Linked DNA regions of Mus musculus: region 2 is linked to region 1. The links are chromatin contacts, called in public HiChIP or PLAC-seq maps. All regions are on one chromosome and are shown on one strand. The core of a region is the stretch at or near the end of the contact, and the rest is flanking DNA. Distances in the headings are between cores, read along the strand shown. Region 1 overlaps Mecom (MDS1 and EVI1 complex locus). Region 2 overlaps Mecom (MDS1 and EVI1 complex locus).

Evidence for each region. HiChIP or PLAC-seq counts read pairs in DNA pulled down with a chosen protein or histone mark.
Region 2: a contact with region 1 is called in an H3K4me3 HiChIP or PLAC-seq map of embryonic limb bud, with 2.4 times the contacts expected there. The contact joins two enhancer-like sites. A contact is called at or near these places in 1 of 484 Hi-C or Micro-C datasets (nephron progenitors), 1 of 115 datasets of contacts at active chromatin or transcription factors (embryonic limb bud) and 1 of 9 other capture datasets (adipose tissue).

Annotation. Positions count from the first base shown.
Region 1 is chr3:30,084,654-30,087,566 of GRCm38.p6, forward strand. All of the region lies in intron 2 of Mecom (MDS1 and EVI1 complex locus), which reads right to left. Among named protein-coding and RNA genes, the nearest start is that of Mecomos, 66 kb to the left of the region's middle. Within about 2 kb of position 1,403, at least 5 of the 459 cell types and tissues checked have an H3K27ac peak or open chromatin away from gene starts, as enhancers often do. A contact at or near this core is called in embryonic limb bud, where this site is marked.
Region 2 is chr3:30,226,232-30,229,144 of GRCm38.p6, forward strand. The region is part of intron 2 of Mecom (MDS1 and EVI1 complex locus); the gene reads right to left. Among named protein-coding and RNA genes, the nearest start is that of Mecomos, 210 kb to the left of the region's middle. Within about 2 kb of position 1,525, at least 34 of the 459 cell types and tissues checked have an H3K27ac peak or open chromatin away from gene starts, as enhancers often do. A contact at or near this core is called in embryonic limb bud, where this site is marked.

The DNA of each region.
Region 1 (2,913 bases), core at 153-2,652:
CTTCCTGCTGGCACCCAGCATCTCTTTATTTGCTCCTGCTTTTCTTCCTAACACTTCTTTCTATGTATTTTCTATTTCTACATATCGCTTTGACTCCTTTTCCTTCTCTGCCTTCATCATTGGAAAAGTCTAAGGGGACAGGCATTTTTCACTTTTACCATCTGAAAATAGTGCCTGGTCTACACTGGGTCTCAAAATCACGTTTGCTAAATGAATGAATCAGGCGATGAGGATTGAAAGAGCTACAAGACAGAAAAGCTTTATGAAAGCATAAACTCCACAGTTGGGTTATTCGGATTCAAAATCTGTTTTTGCCATTTATTGGTTGCCTGACCTTAAGAGAAATCGATTTGTTTATACTTGATTCCATTCTCAGTCTGTACAATAGAGAGTCCCATATACCATGCCCCATAGAGAGAATAATTAAAATCATCCCTTGTAGACATCTACATTGTTTCTGGAACCATAATAAAGTAACTGCTCTCATTGCTATTACTGTCATCAAAATTTCCAGAAAGATCACCCTGATAATTCTGTGCCATGAGTTAGTAGTCATGAATAGAAATTTCTAATAAATAAACATTTTGGACTAAACTCACACATTATTCCAGTTTCCCTTTATATCCTTCTGTTTGGCTCCACAATCAATGGCCCCATTATCCATGGAGAATTGCTTCTTCCCTCCCTTACTCTCAGAATGTGGGGAGTTTGATGTTCATGTTGGTCTCTTTGCTCCATTTGAGTGGCTTGGGCTCCTGGCTTTGTGATCTACCTACCCAGCTTCAGAACTAGAAACTCATATTTCAGGGAGTGGAAGAAGCCACCAGACATCCTTCCCGTTTGCTTTCAAGTGAATGGGACTGAGAGATCACAATGTATCTATCCTCTATGTGTCCCAAGAGGAAAGGCACACAGAAAAAGTAAAAAAGGGAAAATGCAATTCTGTTTCTGGCTTTTCATTATTCATTGTGCATCCCACTCATTCACGTTTCTATTGGTTGCATCTATTCACCTGAACTCTGTGCAGAGGACTTTAAATGGATTCAAAGATGATTCAGACGTCAGTTCTGTCACCAGGTAGCTTTGGCCCCCAAATACAGCTTTGTCTCACCTGATGTCTCACCTGATGAGGAACAGGTGACAGTCTTAAGCGGAATTGATTTCCTCACTAGTTTCTGGTGAATTTGGTCTCCTTGCAGTTAGTCCAACTTCTGATGTCCAAAATGGCAACGGCTGACATGTGTCCCTATTTAAATTTGAATGAGTTAAAACTTCATTTCCTGGGGCCATTGGCCAAAAGTAGCTACAGGCTCTGGTACTGGACTACACAGACAGTTCCTTGAAGGAGTGCTTTCCCTGGAACCTGAGATACTGATAAATAAGCAAGTTACAAAGACTTTTCCGGGGGTCCAATGTTGATTTGATCTTAGCCAGCTTATTAAGGCAAACAGTCAAAATGGCAAGCAATAATTATTGGCTGAGATTCTAAATTGGTGTAAGGTAGATATGGTTTTGAAATTAATTCCAAACACCGGCTGCCCTTGGTGCCTTGTTATAGCGTCTTATCCCTGCCATTAGACAACAGTGAACTCCACATATGGTGCCCTGACTGGTCACATGATTTTTTAATATCCACACGATGGCACTAAAATGGCCTATTAGATTTACAGTGTCATTAACCTTCCAAAATAAAATGAGAGTCTGCTCTGGCAGGGGGAAGAAAGTGTGAGTGCTGTTGGGTTTTGGGTAACCAGTCTGTGAGGAAATGCTGACAGGGGTCAGCGTGACATCATCTTTCATTCAGCCCCAAAGCTGTCAGGCCCTCCCCAGATGTCTGAAACGCAGATATAAATTTTCATTATCCGGCAGCAAAGGGCCAGAGGTACACCAAATGAATTTTTTACCAATCAAATTATAGCTCGTTGCCAGATTAAGTGTAAACACTAATTTTGTGAAGTTTTCTTCTGGTCATTTATCTCCAACTCCACAAAGTAACCTCGCTGAAACTGAAAAGATTTAGAAATTAAATTATTGTTTTTATAATCTTGTTGTGGACACCACAAAATTGAATGAAAAGAAATTCCATTAATAATGAACAGTGCCGTCTTCTGCAGAACAATTAGATTTTTTTTTTTTTAAAGAAAAATGCAAAGCCAGGGCAAATGGGAAGGAACTGGTAGCCTAGCTTCACCATTCTGGGCCTTGATCACTCTACCTATGCATTGGTGAGCTAAATAGCACCATCACTGGTGGCTAAGAATGGGCTAAGAATGACTGTAAGAATTCATGCTCCCGTATTGGCAAATTTAATGTCCTTGATCCTCTGTTGTATTTGATTTGTAGAAGACAAATAATTCCCAGTTAAAACATTTAGCAGGATTGTACAAGAGCACATGTATTTATTCCTGGGAACTAGAACTCATTCTCCCTTACAAGTAATGGGGAGAATAGCCTGTTTTTGTCTCTGTTATACTCTGATGTCACAGTGCAGTGTAGTTATACTATAACAGGATAGATAGTCTATTGTCAACAGTGTCCACATCCTTCATATACATAGAAACGCTGTGCATGTTTCTCTGGTGTTAGGAGTGCCATCTCCTCTCATTTAGACTCTGGAGACCCTTTGTACTCCTTCAAGCTCTATCTGCTCTGGGGACTGCCAGGGTGTAGGCCTGTCCTCAGCAAGCATGGCATGGAGGGGCCGGTGGGGGATGACAGGGAGAAGCATTTGTGGCATGGGCTGCACAAGGCTGAGCACATCCAGAAGCCTTACCATGCTTAAGACCCAGAAATGCTTTTCAATAGGAGCTTTGGTTCCTTCTGAACTCCTGCAAGTAATGGTTGAATATGACGCCCTAGAATATTTTCTCTTCCCAATCATTCAATTTTTAAAAAATTCATCTTGTAGAAAGA
Region 2 (2,913 bases), core at 275-2,774, 140 kb after region 1:
CGCACCCCGCTCGAGGCACTGTGTGCAGCTTCTCCACCTCACCTTCACGGCTGACCCCTGAGATCACTGCCATAGTTACTCCAGCCTATTGTCACAGGTAAACTAGAGAAAGAAGCTTAAGCACTAAGATCAGAAGCCGGCTGGTAGGATTTAAACAGAAGGACCATTCCTCTCAGGCTCACACTGTCTGTCGATTTTCTTGCTGTGCTGTACTGTTTTGTTTAAACAACCCCATTGTATCTATGTTCTATTTGAAAGGGCAAAAAATGGTAACTGTGAATATTGCTTTGTAAACAGTGCACCAGTGACATTGAACTTGGCCTACTCCAGGAACAAACCTTTCCAAGAAGAGATAGGAAAAGCATAGTATCTTTAACCCACTGACTTTCCACTCAAAAGGTTAGGTCTTCAAGTGAGTGCCCTGCTCAGACATTAGATTCAGGGAGGGATGTACACACCAAAGTTGCTTTCGTTTCAGGTCTGCAAACCACAAGTTTATGGCAGTTTTACCAAGAGAAACTGTAAAACATGCACATATTTTTTACTTAATTTGAAATGAGTTTGTATTCTTCTCAGAACACAAAGACCCAAACATGGCCTCACTATAAATAAAACCTCCAAACCTGCTACCCTAGAGAATATTCCACACGGGTAAGGACGGGGTTGAGACAGAAGAAAGTCAAACGACTTTTCCAAGGTCCTGAGTCTGACTTGGGGCAAAAACTCCAGGTTCCTGGCATCCAGCCCAGTGCTCGTTCCACTGTGTCGCACACGGCACTGAAACACAAACCACTTGACACATGGTGAAGGAGTGAGCGAGGGGCTATGCCACATGAATGGCTAGATTGTTGGAGATGATGGGGGCGGGGAGCGCCGGAGCTCCAGAGCAAAGGCCTGAAGGATAATGCACTGTTACAGAAATCTATTTGCAAGTAGCTACTGCAGTTACCCATGTGGCTGCGGAGGAGGGGGGCCGGGGGGGGGGGGCGTGCAGAACAGTTGATTGACAGCATGAACAAAGGTTCTGACAGTCTCACAAAGCACGACACAGGAGTCACCGTACTTCCTGGGCATCACTGTAGGCTTCATCACACGAGACCTAGAACACAGTGAGGGAAAGCCCACCATCCACCACAGGGCCTCTTGATTCTTCGGGCTCTCCTGTTTCCCTATTTTGCCTGATCAATATTAGGACTTCTTCTTCTTCTTCTTCTGTTTCTGTGTTTCCTTTGGACCGCTCCACATCCACCTTGCACGAATACTAAGCATTTAGGAGCTCCTTTTTACATAGTAACATGCCGTGTGTGCTGCTAACATACATGGTAATAAAATGTGATGAAAGTTACTTTGATTAAAATTTCTTCATTATCCCATGTGCTGCCTACTGTTCGCCCACAGTTTGTACATCAATAAAACTTCATATTAATATTCTCTGAGGTAGAATGATCTCATTAACCATTTCCCCCCTCTCCTGTCCTTTGCTTCCAACTGTGTTGTTCAACTTTGGAACTTCTGACAAATGGCCGTTATTCTCGGGGCTAGTAAAAAGTTCCCAAGCTTCAGGGGGAAACGTAGTTGGTCTAAAGCCCAAGGGAACAGGGTCGTTGAATTAAATGATAAATATATGCATTTAAGATCATTAGAGACTTTATCTCCTGTGAAGGCTATATTTGTCAGATTGATATAATTTCTCTCAACTGAGTACTTAACTCCATGGGCCACCGTTATGATTACTCCTTCCCCTTTAAGTGGGAGACTCTGGCTAAGAACACGTGTGCTCACTCCGGTGCAGCTTCTAGAGTGCTCAAGGCACACCTTTGTTTCATTTAGTATGCAATTTTCACCTCTGACCCAAGAAATGAGGCCTGGGTTTCCTGAGGTTTATTGCCTGTTAATAGACTGCTGGCTGTCTTTTCAGCAGTAATAGAAATGGCGGAGAGGCATTTCGTTTAAGAGGCTGGCAGCAGGCTGCAACCTGAAAGACAACGTCAGAATTCAAAGACAGCCTGGCCCAGAAATAATATAAAGATCTCAGTGACAGGAAGGAGGAAGTTTTCCATATTCCCTCGCACACTGGGCACCCTGCTGTGCAGACAACTGCCGCCTGGCCCTAGCTATTTCCCACTGAACAATGGCAGACACCCTCAACGGTGCTAAGTGATTGATCCAATAATTCATCTTCAACTTACACCTATCTACATATTTGGTTTCTCCTCATTAAACTAGAAACATCAGTGGTAAACTTATGAAGTGCAGTCCATGGCTCTCCATAAAATACACACAGACGCTCATAAGGGGCTCCCGCCTGCCCACTGCCTGCTGACACATGTTTATAATTTTGTCTTTATTTTGTTTGCTGTGGTTTGCTCTTAAGTACATCTGTTCAATTAAAATAGAAACGTGTGACATGGTCTGTACTCAGCAACTTTGGAGCGTGCTAATGAAATGTTCTAAGACTCCTGTCTCTGCTCCTTTAATGCAGAAGGATTTTGTGCCTCGGAGCTCTAGAGACTGAAAAGTGCATACAAAAATATCCTTGAAATCATACAAAGAAGTTGACTGTTTTGTTAATAGTTAAGCGAAGATGTTATTACAGCATATGGACATTATTTTACATGAAAAGACATTATTAAAAATTATTTACTGCCTCATGTTTGAAAACTTACAGGAAAAGTCTGATAATATATTCAACTTGTTTATTACGACTTCATATAATTTTGAATAATACTACTTTTTCCTTTGACAAGTGCAATAAACTGTACCAGTATAGACATGGGTTGATTATCACGAGTGAACTGTGTTGCTTAAAGATACATGCTGGAACAATCAGCTTTTGACGGCTGCATCTCCAGTTATTTACGCTCGCCGTCGAGGTCATAACTCACCATTTCTATATTAATAAGGCAGCGAAAT